3 separate regions of the Ovis aries genome follow, and all the other regions are linked to region 2. The links are chromatin contacts, called in public Hi-C maps. All regions are on one chromosome and are shown on one strand. The core of a region is the stretch at or near the end of the contact, and the rest is flanking DNA. Distances in the headings are between cores, read along the strand shown. Region 1 overlaps LOC121816219. Region 2 has its middle 210 kb from the start of CXADR. Region 3 has its middle 45 kb from the start of MIRLET7C.

Region 1 (3,075 bases), core at 502-3,001, 720 kb after region 2:
AAATTATAGTCTTTATATACACTCCATATTTCAAAAGCATTCTTTTTCTTTAACAATTTTAAAACATGTTTAGAAACAGTTTTAATAAAAATTAAAATAGGTGCAATACATCGGCTAATCCTTTCCCACTGAATTAGGGAAAACTAGGTTTTTGTTACAAAATGCTTAAATTGCTCAGCAATTTACTAATACAAACAGACGAAATAATTAGAATGCAATGCATTATATGCTGAGCCAATACATTGCTTTAAACGTGAAACAAGTTTGTGTATACTTTTTCCGCTAAAGTACCTAATTGATATTTCTAACAGCTCTAAGACAAATGCTTCTTTTAAATATATTTTAAAAGTCAGTATTATTGTAGAACAAGCTCTTTTTCTACTTAGCCACTGAGAACATGATCTTTTCATCCTTATTTTTGTCACATGAAATCCTGGTAAGAAAATTAAATATAACTGCCCTCAAACTAAATTTCACTTATTAGAGAATTTTAATACACATTCTAATACAACTCTGTTTTAGGAGTTCAAGAAGTTTCTTCTTTCATATTTCAAATTATGTGGCACATCACATGAAAGATTTAGTTTCTTTACCAACTAGGGCTAAATGTTCACTTTTCTTAGACAGCCAAAAGTAATACTGTACACAAAAAGCACAGATAACATATTAATGCTTTTCCAAAACTTCTATGTATAACAAAAATTAAAACAGGTACCATCTTTTGCATAGAGATTTCTCTAGTTTTGCTTAAGTTTCTATTCTACTCAGGATTAGAGCAAGAGAGCAAAAGGAAAAAGTTAATAAGAATAAAGTGGGAGATGAGTTATAAAAGAGTAAACTGAAAGTGCAAGGATCCCCTTTTATATAACAGTAGACTTAAAAAGAAACAACAAAAAAAAGTTATACCTGATACGAAAGGTGCGATTTCACCAAGTGCAATAAATTGCTTATTATGCCATATTTTTGCAATAATACAAATATAGAAGGCTCATTTGCTTATGCTGCCTTACAAAGCTGCTTTACAAAGCGCGATGTCTCTGTAGTTAAATACAAGCCAATGTTTGCTTTTTTTTTAGTTTGTTTTGGTTTGGATTTTTGTTTGTTTGTTTTTGTTTTTGAGCAGGAGCATCTCTCTCTCTCTCTCTCTCTCTCTTTTTTCAGCACTGTTGTATGGAGTAGGACAAACTCAGATTTTTTCTTCATGCCTCCTGCTATTTCTTGGGAAAAAAAGAGGACCAGGGTGCTTGTCTTCTTTTTCTTCCTTCTCGGTATTGCAGGCACAAAGCACTGCGCAGAAGCTGCACCAATCCTTGCCGTCCCTGGCAGCAGAATGGTAGAAGGTGGGAGAGACCAGGAATCCTTCCAGGCTCTGCTGACTTTAGAAATGAGGATTGCACACGTTTGTCTCCTGAACCAAAAGGGTGAGAAGGCAGGGTGCCAGTTTGCTACACTGCTGCAATGATCTCACGCTCACTGCTGCTGCCGTCCTGTTTGCCCAGTTCAAATGCCTGTTCAGTACAAACCAAAAAAAAAAAACCTACTTGGATTCTTCAGTAAGCAAAAAAGGTATTAACATTAAAAAAGAATCAGCAATAAGAAAAGGCAAAAAACAAAAAGCACATACAATTTTAGGTTTCACTTGTTATGCCTCAATATTCTGTTTATATGTTCTTTCTTTCTCCCCCCCCACCCCCATTTAGAGATAAGCAGCAGAATTTATCAGGCGTGAAAGGGACAGCCTCCTGGTGGCCTGCCAAAAACCCAGAATAAAGGCGAAGTTGTGCTTCAAAGCTCAATCGCTTGCTGAGTCTGGCTAAAGTCAAGTATTAAGATCCACCATTTTCTGAGCCATGCTAAAAAAGAAGAAAAAAGTCAGGACGGTTCCTGCTTTCCAAGTCTCCGTTGGCACCATCACAAAATCTCAGTCGTAAGGTCACATGATCCTCTGCCAAATGTAGAGTGCATTCCCATCAACCATTCTGCTGATACTGCGAAGGCAGCTATTGTCTCGTTTAGACCCAAAGTTCAGCCCACTCTTCATTGAATTAGCTGAAAAACGCATCACCTTTGGGGGCTGGGAGTCATGGAAACGTCTACCTGGCAAGCTGCCCACTTTTTCTGCCCATCAACCAGAGATGGAATTGTGCTGCCTAATGCAATGATGACTTGGAATGTGAAGAGTCGTCCAAAGTGAATCTGATTCTTGCAACGCCTGCTTCAGTTTGCACGGAAAACTCTGGCTTCTTGTAGTTAAGAGGGAGGGGGGGGAAATCTTTCCTACTAAATGTAGCAAATAAAGGTCTGAACATGCCTACTCTGCAACTTTATTTCACAACACACCCAAATGGTTCTCAAATGAAAAGACTGAAGTCTGTGCAAGTTTTCCGAGTTAAAGACATCCCTTCCTCAGGCTCCTTTTTCCTTATGAGTGCATGCAACAAGCCCAGGACATTCATTTCAGTCCCTCACGTGAAGACTTAAAATCTCTGAGTTTCGTCTTGCTTTTTACTACTTTCTGATTTTATCTGGCACCAGTTTTGTACTACATGGTCACAAAACCCACTAGCAAGAGTAGGAATGCATTATTGTCGCAGTCTCCATCCAGGTGGTCCCCTGAGGGAGCCAGTTGTCTCTTCGACCACACAGACCACTGCAACTGGGTCTTGTGATAATCCTTCACAGCACCTAGCACAGCTGCTGTGCAAGTTTGCCGAGTCTGACTCATGTAAGGAGTGCTCTTTCTGTTCCTTCACCAGCTACAGTTTTCCTGTGTGGTATGAAAGATGCCTTTGAAAGATGCAGGAAATATATCAACAGCTCTTAGGCAATAAAATGAAATGGTTCCCTCTCCCCAGTGAATTTCCAATCTAGCGGGCGACGAAAGTTCCCGTGGACAAACATTTCCATACTTTCTAACAAAAGTACAGTGAATTAAATCTTTCACCATTTCCTTAAGCAGAATCTAAAGCCAAACAAAGCAAGTCTATTAGTATTTAAACCAAACATACTCAGTAGTACTGAAAAGAATCATGTTCTTCTACCAGCATTTAAGTGTTTCAATTTTTCAATTAATGA
Region 2 (3,198 bases), core at 143-2,642:
TCTTGTCAGTCATGGGGTCAGAGTTGGACATGACTGAGTGACTAAGCACAGCACACATAATACTCAACAAGAGGGTTTTCCTTTTCTTATAAGTTCCAAGCATGAATTCTTACTATTTCTAATACTTTAATGTCAAGTTAAATGCAATATTTTTGTAACTAATTTAAAAGAATTTTTTACATTTTTCTAGCAATTGCTACTTATGATAATTGAATAACTTATACTCTAGCATATAGCATATACAAGTCAGGTTTTAACCTTCTAGGTTTAATAAATAGATCCTCATTTATGACTAACATTTAACAATAATTTAAAGTAGATATCATTTTTGTTCTTTATTGTTATGATTATTTTTGTAAAAGATTAGGCACCAGTGTGTGTGTGTGTATGTATATATATATGTGTGTGTATATATATATATATTTAAAATGTTTTAAATTGGTGTATAGTTGCTTTACAATTTTGTGTTACTTTTGCTGTACAGCAAAGTGAATCAGTTATACATACTAGGCTCCAATATATTCTTGATAACTACATATACATTAAAAATTTATCTTCATTTGTTTCTTTTCTTCTTGAATGGTGAATTCTTTTTTAGATTTTCTTAGTATCACTTCTAAAGAAAACATACTCTTCAAACGTTTTCTGTGCAGATATGAATTGTAATGTTTATTCTCAATGCATTCTCAATGGAAAAAGAGAAAGTGACGGAGACAAATGTATAAGAAACAAAAAGCTACTTTCCCCCTCAATACTGTGAAGGATTTATGTCAAATAGTACAAACCTAAAGTTAGAATTTACTGGACAGGCGATGGAGGGCAATCCGTGGTTATGTTGGGATTTTCACGATTTTTCTATTTAAAAATTTACCACAGACTTTATGTGGCATTTATAAAGGAAAATATCATCCTCACTGTATAAAGTCATGAATACTGTTTTATAGAGTGTTTTATTCGTGGCTTGAATTTTGAATTAATGCAGAAAAACTAAGGAAACCAACATGAAACAGTCTTATGTTTTTGCAGACTTATTTAGTTAAAATGCGGCATTTATCTGAGGTAATATTTACACAGCACAAGCAGTCAGAAGAAAATTTCTTTTCCGTAGGATCTTCATAAAAGAGCGTCCTGGGAGACAGCTCTGTACAAGCACTGTTTACTTTCAACTCTCTTTCTTCTTAACCCACTCTTCAACACTGCGTAGCACTTCGGACAAGGTCAGAAAATATTTCGCTGTCATTTTCATTCAGATTGCTATAAATAACATATTCACAGAAGCAAGTAATGCACTCTTTAACACTTTTTTTCATGTTAATTCTGGGCATAACTTTCTTTTAGAAATTTAGAAGGATGATGTTACATACTGCCACTGAATGAATGATAGAGTATACTATATTAGCTGTGTCACAGATAAAAAGCAAATGGTCAGCAGATGTTTGTTGTTAATGACCTTAGGATTCTCTATTTAGTGAACAATTTTAAATACATGAAATAAATATAAAAGTTTAGACTTAAGTGCAATAAGAGCTCATGCTGTATGCACCACCAAAGTTGTATGTCATGCTGTTTAGAAACCTTAAAGTTCAGAGACAGCCTAAAAAGTCAGGAAAAATCATATTTGCTAGGGTATACATGCATTTTCTAAATTGATGTCTTTTTAAAGGAGTGTAGTGGAAAAAAATCCTGGGGAAGTTTCAGGGATATAATATAGTCCTTTTGTTGTTATGCTCAAAAAAGATCTGCATCTCACTACTACAACTAGTTTTTATTTTACATGGAATATCTTTATTTTATGCAACGTTCTCAAAATATTCACCAAAGCCTATCATTGCAGACAGCAAACAGCTGCTAAAAATTCAGTTCTTGTTTAAGGGCCCTTATAAGACAACACGTACAGAAAAGTAATAAAATTGTACATTTAAACCTGTAGAGACTTAAAAAAATCCTTGAAAGATTTTTGCTTTACAAAAAAAAAAAAACAAAAACGTTGAACCTATGGGTTAAGACATTGGTCTTATTTACATGCAGGAGATTGATTAGTTTGGAGGCATGTTATACTCTCTATTTAGTTTAGATATTTATAAGTTCATAAAATAGAAATGGTAGCATTGTCCTTAAGCACTTTCAAAGGATCTTAGTTGGGGGTAGAAAGGATTCAGGTATTAAGAGGGAATTGATTAAAATTTAGTAACGCAGCCTAATTGGACTTGTCTAAATTTGTGAATAGTCTATAGTCTTTAAAAAGTTTTATTATTTTCATGTGCAGAGGCAAGCAAACCAAGTAAACTAAATGTTGCCTTTTAAAAGTTACTTTAATTACTAGCCAAGAATCATTTGTAATTAGTCAAGTGTGCAAACATAACAATACACGCCCTTGCTTATGTAGCAATTATATGCATGAAAATAGACTTGTAAATTTGTAAATTAATGTTTTTCTTTAGAAAGAATTTTTCCCCTTCAGAATTAACTTACAAACGTTCTTGTCCATAAATAGCGAAAAAGTAATTTCATCCAACTTCTGACTAAATTAAAATAAATTCTATTTATAGCTTTGAACTAGCAAATTGTAGAGCCAGTGCATTTTCAAATAACAACCTATGTGTTGCTAGTTTGATATTTTCTTTTGAGGGCATTTTATTTCTTCATACTTCTACTTCTGTGAATCTTTGCGTGACCTCAGCTTATGCAATACAAAGTCCACATATAAAAATTTCCTATTGATACCTAAGGTAAATTGGAGAGAGTCTATGTTTGAAGGGATTCTTTACTTTATGAAGATATTAATCCCAGAATTACTTTGAATAATAAAACAGGTTTGATATCATTTAAACACACACATTTTAACGCATACATTTTTAATATTAGAAGTCATTTCCAAGATTATCTAAAATGGTGCTTTTTAAAGTTTAATGTGTATACACATCACCTGTGGATATTGTTAAACTGTGTAAGTTCTATAGGGTGGGGCCTCAGAGTCTGCAGTTCTAACATGCTCCCAGGTGCTGCTGATCTAAGGACCTTATTTTTAATTACAGGAATCTAAAACATCTAAGTATAGTTATTCTCGAAATGATCTTTTTAAAAGCTCTTTGTGTGTGTCAGGATACAAACTGCCTGAATGTAATAGCATTTTTTTTTCTACCTGAATATTTCCTTAAAGTCTCTGAAGAAGAAAACCAACTATATTAATAACTGGAT
Region 3 (3,024 bases), core at 20-2,519, 670 kb after region 2:
CACAGGTAGTTATGAAAATTAGAATTAAATAAGGTAAAAATTCAATTCCTCTGTTGCCCGAGCCATATTTCAAATGTAAAACAGCACATGTGGCTCGTGGTTACCATTCTGGAACAACACAGCTATAAAACATTTCCAACCCTGCAGAAAGTTTTATTATATAGTGCTAACTTAAAGTGTCCTTGTGAAAAGTTTATAGCATTAACTGATCACTGGGTCCCAATACCTTCATTCTGGTCTATTTTAAGAGGATGAATGTATACGGATTTATCTGAAGATCTAAAATATGAGAATTTCCTTTGACTACAGAGCATCTAATATTTTTATTTACTAATAGCTTAAAATATGAAAGATTACTGAAGGGGAAGGGGTGTAAGAAGTGAACTTTAAGATAACTGACAACAAAACCATGAGAACACACAAAAATATACTCCAGCTAAAGTCTCTGAACATATTTGACAGATGCTTATTTGTCTAACCTTTCCAGAAATGAGAGTCGTGCTCTTTTTAGTGCCAAACAACGTATATTACATATCTCTGTTTCCAATAAAGAAGGGCTGTAATAGTAGCATGAGTAGCAAAACAGAAAAAAAAGCAATTTTTAAAGTTCTGTTAAGGGAGGAATTGCAGTTAAGAGCAGTAACAACTATGGTTATTCTGTTTTCTTTCTTTCTTTCTTTCTTTTTTTTTTTAAAGAGATAGGAACAATTAAAGGGCAGGGGAGACAACAGTCAGATGCCAGTGAACTAGGATGACCTGGTTGGGAATTTTCTACTAAATGAAACACGAATCGGGGAGAAACAGGTGTGTACTGGTGTGCATGTAGACCTTGTCAAGATAATTCTGGGCTATCAGTCAGATTCTGGAGCTAATCATCTTATGCAAAATGAAAATAAAGTAAAACATACAAATTATTACTTTAAAAATTTCCTGGTGAATGATGCAGCTGGTTTTCAACAAGGAAAAAACTTGACATCTTTTCTTTTAGTGTTTTAGTATTTGGACTAGGGGATGACTCAGTGTTTAACTCAGACATGTTCAGACTGGAATGCAAAAGGCTTATTTGTCAACCTAAAGTTACTTTTTCTTTCTCTTTTGATATGTAAGTACAGAGCATCACAACTGACATGGAAAAATAATCAGACAGGTCTCACTTCCTTTCAAGGATGATCCTTTAGACCCCGGCATGTGAAGTCTAATATTTACTCTTCTATTTAGAAAATGTACATGATTGTAACACTGCAGCCTCTCTCTCCCTTTCTCCCACCTTCTCCCCATTTTGCTCTCCTCTTCCCCTCATTCCCCTTGCTTTCCTCAGGTGTATAACCCACTTGCCAATCCAGTCTGTCATCAATAGCCACAAGGGGACCACATTCAAAGCCACACTAGACAGAAAAGAGGAGATCAAGTCTGAAACAGGGGTAATTAGAGCAAGAACATGAACTTGAGGGAGGTCTTGAGGGGAAAGTGACAAAGACAGCAACTTTCGTAGAGCCACGCATGAACAAATAAGTCTTGAGGGTGCTGGTCGAGGGTTTCTCTTTCAGGAAAAAGGTACAGTATGATAATGAGGGGCAATTTGGGGACCACAGAAAAAGTTATGCCGTGCTAAATTATCTTGAAATCCAGAAGAGTAGTTTTCAAAAGATAGCAGGATTATACATTCAAACAATACATGACTAATTCTGCTGTGTTGACATGCTTCCTAACAGAGAAGTAAGAAATTAATTTTGACTTTTTTAGATGGGACATTATGTGGAAATGATATCAAATGACTTCAGAATTACTGTTATACTTAGAGCATGAAGACTATAGCTAAAGAGAAAAAATAACTTATGTTTTAGCTAACATACTATAAAAATATAGGCATCCTTCAGATTCTGTGGGGGCTTGGTTTCAGAACCCCCAGGGAATACCAAAATCTTTATGTAAGGGATGCTCAAGCCCATTATATACAATCCTGTAGTGTAGTATTTACATATAACTTACATATGTCCTTCCATATGTTTTAAGTAATCACTTCTAATACCTAATACAATGTAAATACTATGTAAATAGTTGCCAGAATGCAGCAATTCCAAGTTTTTCTCTTTAGAACCTTCTGGGATTTGGAGGGGGGTGGAATATTTTTGAATATTTGAATCCGTGGGTTCAGGAAACACAGATTTGGAGAGCCAACTGTATTATTTTCCTTATGTTCTGTATACAACACTTTCAAATGAAGTGAGAAGTCATCTTACAGTCAGGTAACTAGTTCTGATGCCAGTTTGGTAAATGATAAAATTTATGGTCTTGGATGAGTCAGTTAACTCTTGGAACCTTAGTTCTCTTGTTATTAAAATTAGGTTGGATGACTAGGTTAAACACCAAGGTGTAATTCAGTGCTAAAATTTTGTGCAATGAAAGGGAGTAAAGTTGGAAACACGTGTGATCACTGATACCTTCCATTTAGATATTTGTATGCATAATTGTGTCATTTAATCTTCATGGTACCATCCAGTAGCATTCATTCAGAAAGACTAATGATAAATCCTCTTCATACGTCCTTGTGATACCTCATCTAATAATTCAGTCTCAAAAGTGTATCCTTTCATGCTAGCCATGTGATATGGCAATATTAAAGTGTTATATTAGATTTTTTATGTGGATTACCCTGTTTACATTTAAATCATCATTGATTTGAAACAACATATGAAATATTTTTATTGTAGAACTACAGATGTAATAATTTCCCAAGTTTTAGAAAAATATATACACATGTTATGGTACATGCATTAAGGAGATGAACTTAGTCTCCTCAGATAACTTATTTACAAAAATTAGCCTACATGGAGGTAAAAAAATCTAGGACTAGTTGAATAGACATATTTTAGCTTTAAAAATACATTTACCATTCAAGCTAAAATATGTCAGTTTATAAAACTGCCTTAAGTGGATTTAGAAATTCTGGGGGGAAAATAGATATCAGAAAAACAGGCGAATCATAGGTTTAAAATTCTCTTATCAAAACTCTAAAAACATCTT

Evidence for each region. A called contact is a pair of places that touch in the nucleus more often than the background predicts.
Region 1: a contact with region 2 is called in a Hi-C map of tail adipose tissue, with 8 times the contacts expected there. The contact joins two enhancer-like sites. A contact is called at or near these places in 2 of 16 Hi-C or Micro-C datasets (omental adipose tissue and tail adipose tissue).
Region 3: a Hi-C map of omental adipose tissue shows a contact between it and region 2, with 2.8 times the contacts expected there. The contact joins two enhancer-like sites. A contact is called at or near these places in 2 of 16 Hi-C or Micro-C datasets (omental adipose tissue and tail adipose tissue).

Annotation. Positions count from the first base shown.
Region 1 is chr1:141,251,785-141,254,859 of ARS-UI_Ramb_v3.0, forward strand. All of the region lies in intron 4 of LOC121816219, which reads right to left. Among named protein-coding and RNA genes, the nearest start is that of MIR99A, 4.0 kb to the left of the region's middle. Within about 2 kb of position 1,752, at least 27 of the 54 cell types and tissues checked have an H3K27ac peak or open chromatin away from gene starts, as enhancers often do.
Region 2 is chr1:140,531,484-140,534,681 of ARS-UI_Ramb_v3.0, forward strand. No RefSeq gene overlaps it. Among named protein-coding and RNA genes, the nearest start is that of CXADR, 210 kb to the left of the region's middle. Within about 2 kb of position 1,393, at least 3 of the 54 cell types and tissues checked have an H3K27ac peak or open chromatin away from gene starts, as enhancers often do.
Region 3 is chr1:141,202,297-141,205,320 of ARS-UI_Ramb_v3.0, forward strand. It overlaps a transcript of LOC121816219 not described here. Among named protein-coding and RNA genes, the nearest start is that of MIRLET7C, 45 kb to the right of the region's middle. Within about 2 kb of position 1,270, at least 2 of the 54 cell types and tissues checked have an H3K27ac peak or open chromatin away from gene starts, as enhancers often do.